Linked DNA regions of Mus musculus: region 2 is linked to region 1. A link is a contact called in public HiChIP or PLAC-seq data. All regions are on one chromosome and are shown on one strand. The core of a region is the stretch at or near the end of the contact, and the rest is flanking DNA. Distances in the headings are between cores, read along the strand shown. Region 1 overlaps Zbed4 (zinc finger, BED type containing 4). Region 2 holds the start of Ttll8 (tubulin tyrosine ligase-like family, member 8).

Region 1 (3,988 bases), core at 435-2,934:
CCACATTACAATTAAGAAAAACAAAAACAAAATCTCTGAAGCTGGGTGGCAGTGGCTCACAGCTTTAATGCCAGTGCTTGGGAGGCAGAGGTAGGCAGATCTCTTGTGAGTTCAAGACAAACAAAGTTCCAGGATAGTCAAGGCTACACAGAAAAACCCTATCTCACCCTCCTGCCCCAAGAAACACCACCAACACCAAAATTTAAAGAGGTTATCTTTTCCATAATTTAGACAGCATGGTATGGAACTGTCTAAATTTAAGACCTACGTTCTGATTTGGGAGAAAAACGTCCCTTTCCATGTAAAGCTTTGCTGTTCACAAGCAGCCAGTGAGGATGATACTCTCTGCACAGTGGGGCCACTCAGAGACTTCCACCCCAGCCACCCACTGTCAACTCAAATGCTTTGACTCCCTGACTACATCCAACATGGGGAACTGGGAGCATTAGCTTTTCCTTCTTCGCATTCAAACTGTAACACATTAAATGAAGTCCATTTAAAAATGCCACTTCTCAACGGTAGCCACCAGAGTGCCCTTTATGGTTAACACAGGTGGGAGGGGAGGGGAGAGAAGGGGAGGGGAGGGGAGGGGAGGTGAGGGGAGGGGAGGTTAGGTTTACAGAATGACACTTACCTTTCTATTTAGCCACCCCATACTAGGATTGATTAGACCTAGAAGACTATGTTCCTCAAATAAAGAGCACATAGAAAATCTTCAGGCACATGACCTTCCCCACAAGGAAGGCAGGCCTGCTACCCTCAAGGATGAGTTGATAACTACACACTGACTATATGCTGCACTGACTAGGAGTTGTGAGGGGCAGGCTGTGATCTCTCCTGTGGGCTGGCTACCAAAGTATATCCCATCACCCATGCAACTGTGTCCTATACGTGCTACCTACAGTGACTCAAGTCTCCAAATGCTAGGTCACAAGGTCTACACAGAGGCAGAAAGCAGGACACAATACTAACCATGACACGAGATTCTGGTTTGGAAGAAATAGCTACTTGAGACAAATGAGAAATGTACACACTATCCGCTGGGTGACTACAGGGATTTTTATTTCATTTCTTAGACTATCAGTGCTGGTAATGGAGTGGAAAGAAAAGTAGTCTTTGAGGTGAATAGTTCTAACACCCACAGTTTCCTCCAACGTTTGTAAGTCCATCAGGAGACAGTTAACCCTGACGGTTCCATCTAGGAACATCAACTCTGTAGTTCAGTAACTTCACAGCATGGAAAAAAACAAAAAAAGACCCAACCTCTGTCTTCAACAGGGACAAGCCCTCACAGAGCTATCAGGGACACCTGTTTGGGGGTTGGGGGGGGGGTGTCTTTGTTCCAAAGACCTTAATTAAGACCTGGCCTACACCAGAGGGCAACTTTAACCTACTGGGTGTACTGTATAACTAACATTCTAAAGGAAGCATTGCCATCAAGAGCCTTAATGCTATAAATGCCACAGAGTCACTGAGCCGATAGAGATGACAGCTAACCACTAAGGCTGCCTGTCCCAAAATGGAAAGTCCAAAACTGAACACTTAAGATTAAAGTGCAGGGGCGGGAGGGGGAAAAAAAAGATTAAAGTGCAAAGAGTTAAACCTCAGAAATCTGGAACCAGAGTTATTTCCACCATGGTCAGAAACCCTGATAAGGCTACCTTGGAAACAAAGCACATTCCACAGTAAGCAAACACCCCACACTAAGGTCACTTGGTCCCTGTTCAGTCCCCGTAATGTTCTGGGTCACATACCACAAGCCTGGATTTTTCTGGTTGCTCTGTGTTTCCCCTGAACTTAACACTGGCATCTTCACCAACTACCCTCTGTGGTATAAGGAGTCAACACTAACAGGCCTAAGTCACAGTTTCGGCTGAAAGTTGCTGGAAGTCTTTAAATGTCCATCACAGGATGTGAGACGTGGCTTTCATGATACAGTGGACAGAGTTACATCCCTGTAGCTGGCAGGTGGAGCAAAACAAGGTGAGCTTCAGTAAGCAGCCATGATGACTGCTTTAGATGAAATTCAGCTGCTCACAGTATCTGTCTGCAGAGGTAAGGCAATTAGTTGAACAAGGCAAATCTGGGTTTGCTGGTTCACCAGGCCAAGGGTCCCAGATCAAGGAATAGGTGGCTACATCAATCACATGACAGCACCTTTGTAGGGCAGTAGAGCAGGATAGTCCTACCACAGCCTTACTAATGCTGGTAGTGTAACTTGGTACAAAAGAGAAAGAAAAACTTGGGCCCTCACATGGAGGCGCCTGGAAGCAGAACTCACACCTTGTTGGACACATACTGTCCCAGCATATTCGTTCACACCAAGGCATTTAAACTGTGTAGCCAGTGACTTCCCAAAACACAACCCTGGAGAGCTGACCAGGAAGCTGCAGCAGACCCTGAGTGCTCCAGACCCTGAGTGCTCCAGACCCTGAGTGCACCACACACTCTGTGGCACCAGCACCAGCCCCTCAGAGAAACCCTTTACTGTGCCAGAGGCATTTCAGAGCACACTGAGACAGAACACAAAGCAACAAGCCTGCCTTTAGCTGTCTATAATTTCCCCCAGAATACTACTTGTGAATTGGATCTCTTTATTTTAAGTTGAACTTGTGCGTTCAAATAATCCTCTTGCTTCAGCCTTCTCAGTCTATAGATGGGAACAAAAGATGTACACAGGTACAGGAAGGGCCCTTTTCTCTAGTTATTTAGGTCCCTACCATCATTATAAAATTCTCTGAGGACAGGAAATTATGAAGACACCACTATGAGAGCAGTTAGTGCAGTGCCAAGTGCAGGGTAGAGGCAAGGATGGCCCGCCAGGCAGCGGAGTTCTTCTGCTAGTCCAGGAGTCCTCTTCCTTAGAAATAGGAAAGGTTTCACTGTTCTTAACAACATCTTTCAGTCAGGCAGTGGTGGTGCATGCCTTTAATCCCAGCACTCGGGAGGCAGAGGCAGAGGCAGGCGGATTTCTGAGTTCGAGGCCAGCCTGGTCTACAAAGTGAGTTCCAGGACAGACAGAGCTACACAGAGAAACCCTGTCTCAAAAAACAAAAACCAATATCTTTCAAAATTTGAACTAGTGCAAAAAGCACATATTAAGTAATTAGTAAGAAGGCTGTGAGTTATGTGTGTAGCTTAGTGGTAGAGCATTTACTTAGCATTCGAAGACCCAGAGGTCAAGTCCCAGCACTACAAGATAATAAATATATAAATAAAAGAAAAAATATTAGAAATAACTAACAAGATGGAATATTAAAATGTTAGCAGGTAAAGGTACTTGCCATAGAAACCTAACAACAAAGTTTGATCCCTGGAATGAATATAAAAGTAGGAGAAGAAAACTGATTCTGCAGAGAACTATCTTTGGAGAAGTGTGGCATACACAGTAATAAATAAAATTTAAAATATAATTAGAAAAAAAGTCCTTGCTATTAACAGGTATTTTAAAACCACTTTTGCTAAAAAGCACCAATTTCTCATCAGAGACCACACAGTTACTAAAAGCAGACAAAAGCCTGGAATTCCTGGGCTCTTTCTGCATGTTTCCGTTGTCTTAAGGTTCTGAGTCCCTCACCTGTTTAATCCTGAGTGTAGACATATCCAGTCCTCTAGGAGTCTGTCTACAAGCTGATGGTGGCTAATCCATTTCATGTTCCTTCAAGGCTGAGGGCAGAGAGTAGCTGAGCTATCTTACTGCCAGCTTTGACACTGTGCTGCTCCAAACCCACAGAGGCATCCCAAGTCTGCAGTTCTCCTAACCCCACAGACAGATCTCACACACACGCACGCACACACACGCACGCACGCACTCACTCACGCACACACACTCACACTTACACACACACACTCACACTTACACACACACTCACACTTACACACACACACACACACACACGCACGCACGCACGCACGCACGCTCACACTTACACACACTCACACTCACACACTCACACACACACTCACACACACACGCACGCACGCACTC
Region 2 (4,097 bases), core at 253-2,752, 200 kb before region 1:
ATATGCTTGAGCAATAAATGCTAACTCGCAAATGTGGTCATAGCCTGTTAAATGCTTCTGGGGAAAAAGGGTTGGAAGGGGATGAGAAACAGGACCTTAGAGTGGAAAGCCATTTTTTATTTATTCCTTGATTTGTATAACCCCTGTGAGTAAAGACTAGATCACCAGTCAGGGAGAAGACTCCTACAACACCTGAAGAGCAAAACCTGTTTTTTTAAAAAAAAAATGCCTTTAAACCTTCCTAAAGCTGTGACCCTTTAATACAACACCACATGTTGTGGTGACACCAACCATAAAATTATTCCAGTGCTATTTCATTACTAATTTTGCTAGTTAGATATGTGACCCACTGTGTGTGGGGTCGCGACCCATAGGTTGAGAACTGCTTTAAACCCATTGAAAATATGCTGAAGTTTGCGCTTTAAAACAGCGGACAACTCTGACAGGGTGAGGGGCCTTCCTCAAGACAACCCAAGGCACCACCCACATAGGCACAAACACAGGACGATCACAGGAACTAACCTGGAAAGGCCTAGATGGCAAGTAGTGCTGACTGTCGGGAAGGGACAGCCTGGAAGGGCACAGCACAAGTATCCCACTAATAAGTCTAGGTACCAGGGCCACTCTATGTTCCTCTGCGCACAGAAGGCTTACTCTGCCTACCCTGATCTCAGTAGACGCTCGGCTGGCAAGGGGAGAACACCTGCCCCGAAGGACCCTCGGACTCCATCCATCCCCACCTCAGGCCTAAGTGGAGGCTTCTCGTGGTCAACAAGGGAGCCAGGAGGGAGGAAGCGGAGGGTGGGGCAGGGTGTGACCCATAGTCTTTGTGACTTGGTGTAGTCTGAGGGCTTGGGTTGTCTGTGTGACCCTGACAGGTGCGTGGGAGATGTGGAGCAGGAGCACATGACCCAGGCGAGGGTCGCAGGCACTTAAGGACTAATCCTGACGCATGGCCTGCTCCGTCGGGGGACCTAGTCCCCGCTCTCGCCCCCGACTCCACCCCCGTCCAAGCCGCTCCTTGGACCGTAACATGGGACTGGATCTAGAACCAAAGCTCAGTGTGAGTGCCAGCAACTGCGTTCGGACTGCGTCTCGGGTGTCCCCTGTGCTCCGCTGCTGCCAGCGGATTCCTCTTTCACGCAGCCCTCCGCAGCCTCTGCCGCCTGTGCGTCCACGAAGCCCCACACCCCGAGTGGGGCGCCGCTTAGCACGCCGAAAGCCCCGCTACCAGCGCCAGGAGTCTGCACAATGCATGGTGCAGGCGAGGGCGGTTGCCCTGAGCAACCGCAAGACGCCTGGCCGCTCTGCCCGCCGCTCGGCCACAGCAGCACGCGCTTTAGGGCGGGTCCCAGGTGAGCACTGCCTGCCCTCAGACGCGCCACGCCTGCCCTCGCTAGTGCCCAGGTCCCCCTCCTACGCAGTACTCGGAACCCCGCCCCGCCCCCTCCGATTGGAATCCCAGACGTCGATCCTTAGAATCACAGAACTTTCCCACCTTATCCCTCCACTTTCACCCCACCACGCCTGTTCAACCTTCTTTCCCTCACCTCCCCACTTTCCTCCAAACTTCGTAACGGCCTCCCCTTTCTGACCCTAAGCCTGCGCCCCAATTTGTGTCCTGTCTCCCTACCTCGACCTCTCCTTCTTAGCTCCAGACCTGTATTTCTCTCCAGACTGGATGTCCCTCTTGGACTTCCCTAACTCTGGCCCAAGTCTATCTCTTCAACCCCATACTTACTTCCTTACCCCCGAGTTGTCCCTCTACCCTAACTTCTTCATCTCATCTGTCTCCCACTGACCTTTCTTCTCATCTGACTTCTCACACCTCAAGTTTCCCAGTCATGTCGTGTCCCCCGACCCCAAACCCTCCTTTCAGGCCTCCCTCCCACACCCGGGTCCTCCGAACCCCACCCTTGCCTCCCTGGGTATGTCTGAACTCTAAATCTTTGTCAACAGGGGTTGGGGGCCAAAAGAACCAGCTACGAGAGGCGAGCATGGAGAACGGCGAGAGGAAGAAGCTGTCTTCCACTTTGTCAGATGGAGATCACAAAGAAGAAAATAGTCTGTACCTTTCTTGTTCCGCATTTTCGGCAGCCTTACTCAAAGGAGCAGGCGTGGGGGGGGGGCGGGGGCGGGGGTTGGGAATAGCGGAGGAGGCCCAGTTCAGTTGCCCTCTGGACTCCCGTGTTGGTTCTGTGAGACTGTTCTGGTAGTACAAGGTAAAGCTTTTTATCCTAGCCGGGTACTGAACTTGCCCTTCAGACATGGGTCATATCCACTGACAAATACCTAAATATCTATAAGTAAAATCATGGTCATGGATGGGTACACATTTAGTTTTAGAAGATATAGTTCAGGGCCTGGGATGGTGGAACACACCTTTAATCCCAGCACTCGGGAGGGAGAGGCAAGATGATCCTCTGTGAATACGAGGCAAGCCTGGTCTACAAAGCCAGTCCGGGCAGCCAGGGCTCTGTTGTTACACAGAGAAACCCTGTCTGGAAAAAAAAAAGAGAGAGAAGATATAATCCAGGCTTACCAGCCGGGGCACTCCCCACTGGCCACACAACTGGCATTGCCTTGGCCTTTAAGATCAGTTTGGTGGGTGCTACCAGACTCTCTAGGGCTTTTATTGGCCGTTCTCTTACATTCACGATGGGGAAATATTATTCCACATCTTGACCATTATTAATAATGAGTCTTACTGGTTTCAGGTGTTTCTTGTTCATTCTGGATACCAGCTCTGTGTCAGATCGTTGCGTCAGACTTACTCACGAGGATCTGTGGCTGGGGGTTGGTTGGTTGATTGATTTCTAGGGGTTTAGTTGGCTGGTTGATTTTGTTTTTCTTCCTTTTCCTGTTTATTTGTTTGGTTAGTTGGTTGGGTTTTCAAGACAGGGTTTCTCTGTGTAGTCCTGGCTGTCTTGGAACTCGCTATGTAGACCAGGCTGGCCCCAAACTCAGAGATCTACCTCCCTCTGACTCTCTAGTACTGGGATTAAAGATGTGCATCACCTCCACCATCCCCTTTGAGACAAGATGTCACCATGTAACTCTGACTATCCTGGAACTCTCTCTATAGACCAGACTGGCCTGGAACTCACAAATATCCACCTACCTATGCCTCTCCAGTGCTGGGATTAAGGAGTGTGCACTATATATTCTGACTGGCCCAAAACTCACTCTGTAGACCAGATAGTTTTGAACTCATATAGATCCACCAGCCTCTGCCTCTCAAGTGCTGACATTAAGAAATACATCACAATGCACAGCATGTGAATTTCTGGTGTTAAGGAGGCCCACTTACTGATCTTTTCATATATAATGAGCCCCCTTCTATCTTAAAGATTCTACCCACTTCCTTGCAGAAGGTGACACCCTTTGCTTTGCTTTGAGAAGTTTGGTCATTTCACTTCTTACAGTTCAGGTCTGCCACCTAATGGGATCGAGGAAGACAAGACTTGCTATCCTTATCCTAAGTTTGAGTATTCAGTGACTCATCTGCTGCCTGGCGGTGTTTCTTTGGAGTCAAAGAGGTGTAGATCTGGGGGGGGGGGGGGGCGTGGCCTATTTATCCTGCTCTTTCTGCTCATTCTTCTACCATGCCAGTTTTCATTACAGAGGCTATCTATATTTTAATTATGAAATTAAAAACTCTGAAGTTGTCCTTCAAGGTTGCCTAGATTTTCTTGGACTTTTGCACTTCTGTGTTAAGATTTAGGACCTGATTAACACATTCATACATTTTCATTCACACAAACACATATACATACACACATATATTCTACCAAGGTTGTCGTTATTTGTGTTGAATTTATGGGTCAGTTAACATCTTAATATTAAATCTTTGGACGAAAGGAACATTTAGCTATCCAGTGCTTCTCTGCAGTGGTTCATAGTTTTCGTTGTGCAAGTGTACAGTAGTCTTTTGCTAGATTTACTCCTATACTCTTGATGTTTTTAACTGCTGCTATAGATGGCTTTTTTATTTTGTTTTCCTGTGTGTGTGTGTGTGTGTGTGTGTGTGTGTGTGTCTGCCTCTCCAGTGCTGGGATTTGTGGACGCCTGACTCGCCAGCAAGGAAGACGCCACAA

What was found. HiChIP or PLAC-seq counts read pairs in DNA pulled down with a chosen protein or histone mark.
Region 2: a FOXA1 HiChIP or PLAC-seq map of pancreatic cancer cells shows a contact between it and region 1. The contact joins the promoter of Ttll8 here to the enhancer-like site in region 1. A contact is called at or near these places in 4 of 39 promoter capture datasets (cranial neural crest, embryonic stem cells and liver), 1 of 115 datasets of contacts at active chromatin or transcription factors (pancreatic cancer cells) and 1 of 9 other capture datasets (pancreatic islet).

Annotation. Positions count from the first base shown.
Region 1 is chr15:88,755,962-88,759,949 of GRCm38.p6, reverse strand. The region is part of intron 2 of Zbed4 (zinc finger, BED type containing 4); the gene reads right to left. Among named protein-coding and RNA genes, the nearest start is that of Zbed4, 6.2 kb to the right of the region's middle. Within about 2 kb of position 1,684, at least 34 of the 459 cell types and tissues checked have an H3K27ac peak or open chromatin away from gene starts, as enhancers often do. A contact at or near this core is called in pancreatic cancer cells, where this site is marked.
Region 2 is chr15:88,951,823-88,955,919 of GRCm38.p6, reverse strand. It overlaps Ttll8 (tubulin tyrosine ligase-like family, member 8), which reads left to right and starts at 1,502. Exons shown (of 12, transcript NM_172818.3): 1 at 1,502-2,064. The coding sequence starts at 1,845. Mlc1 (megalencephalic leukoencephalopathy with subcortical cysts 1 homolog (human)) reads left to right here. Exons shown (of 12, transcript NM_133241.2): 12 at 1-36.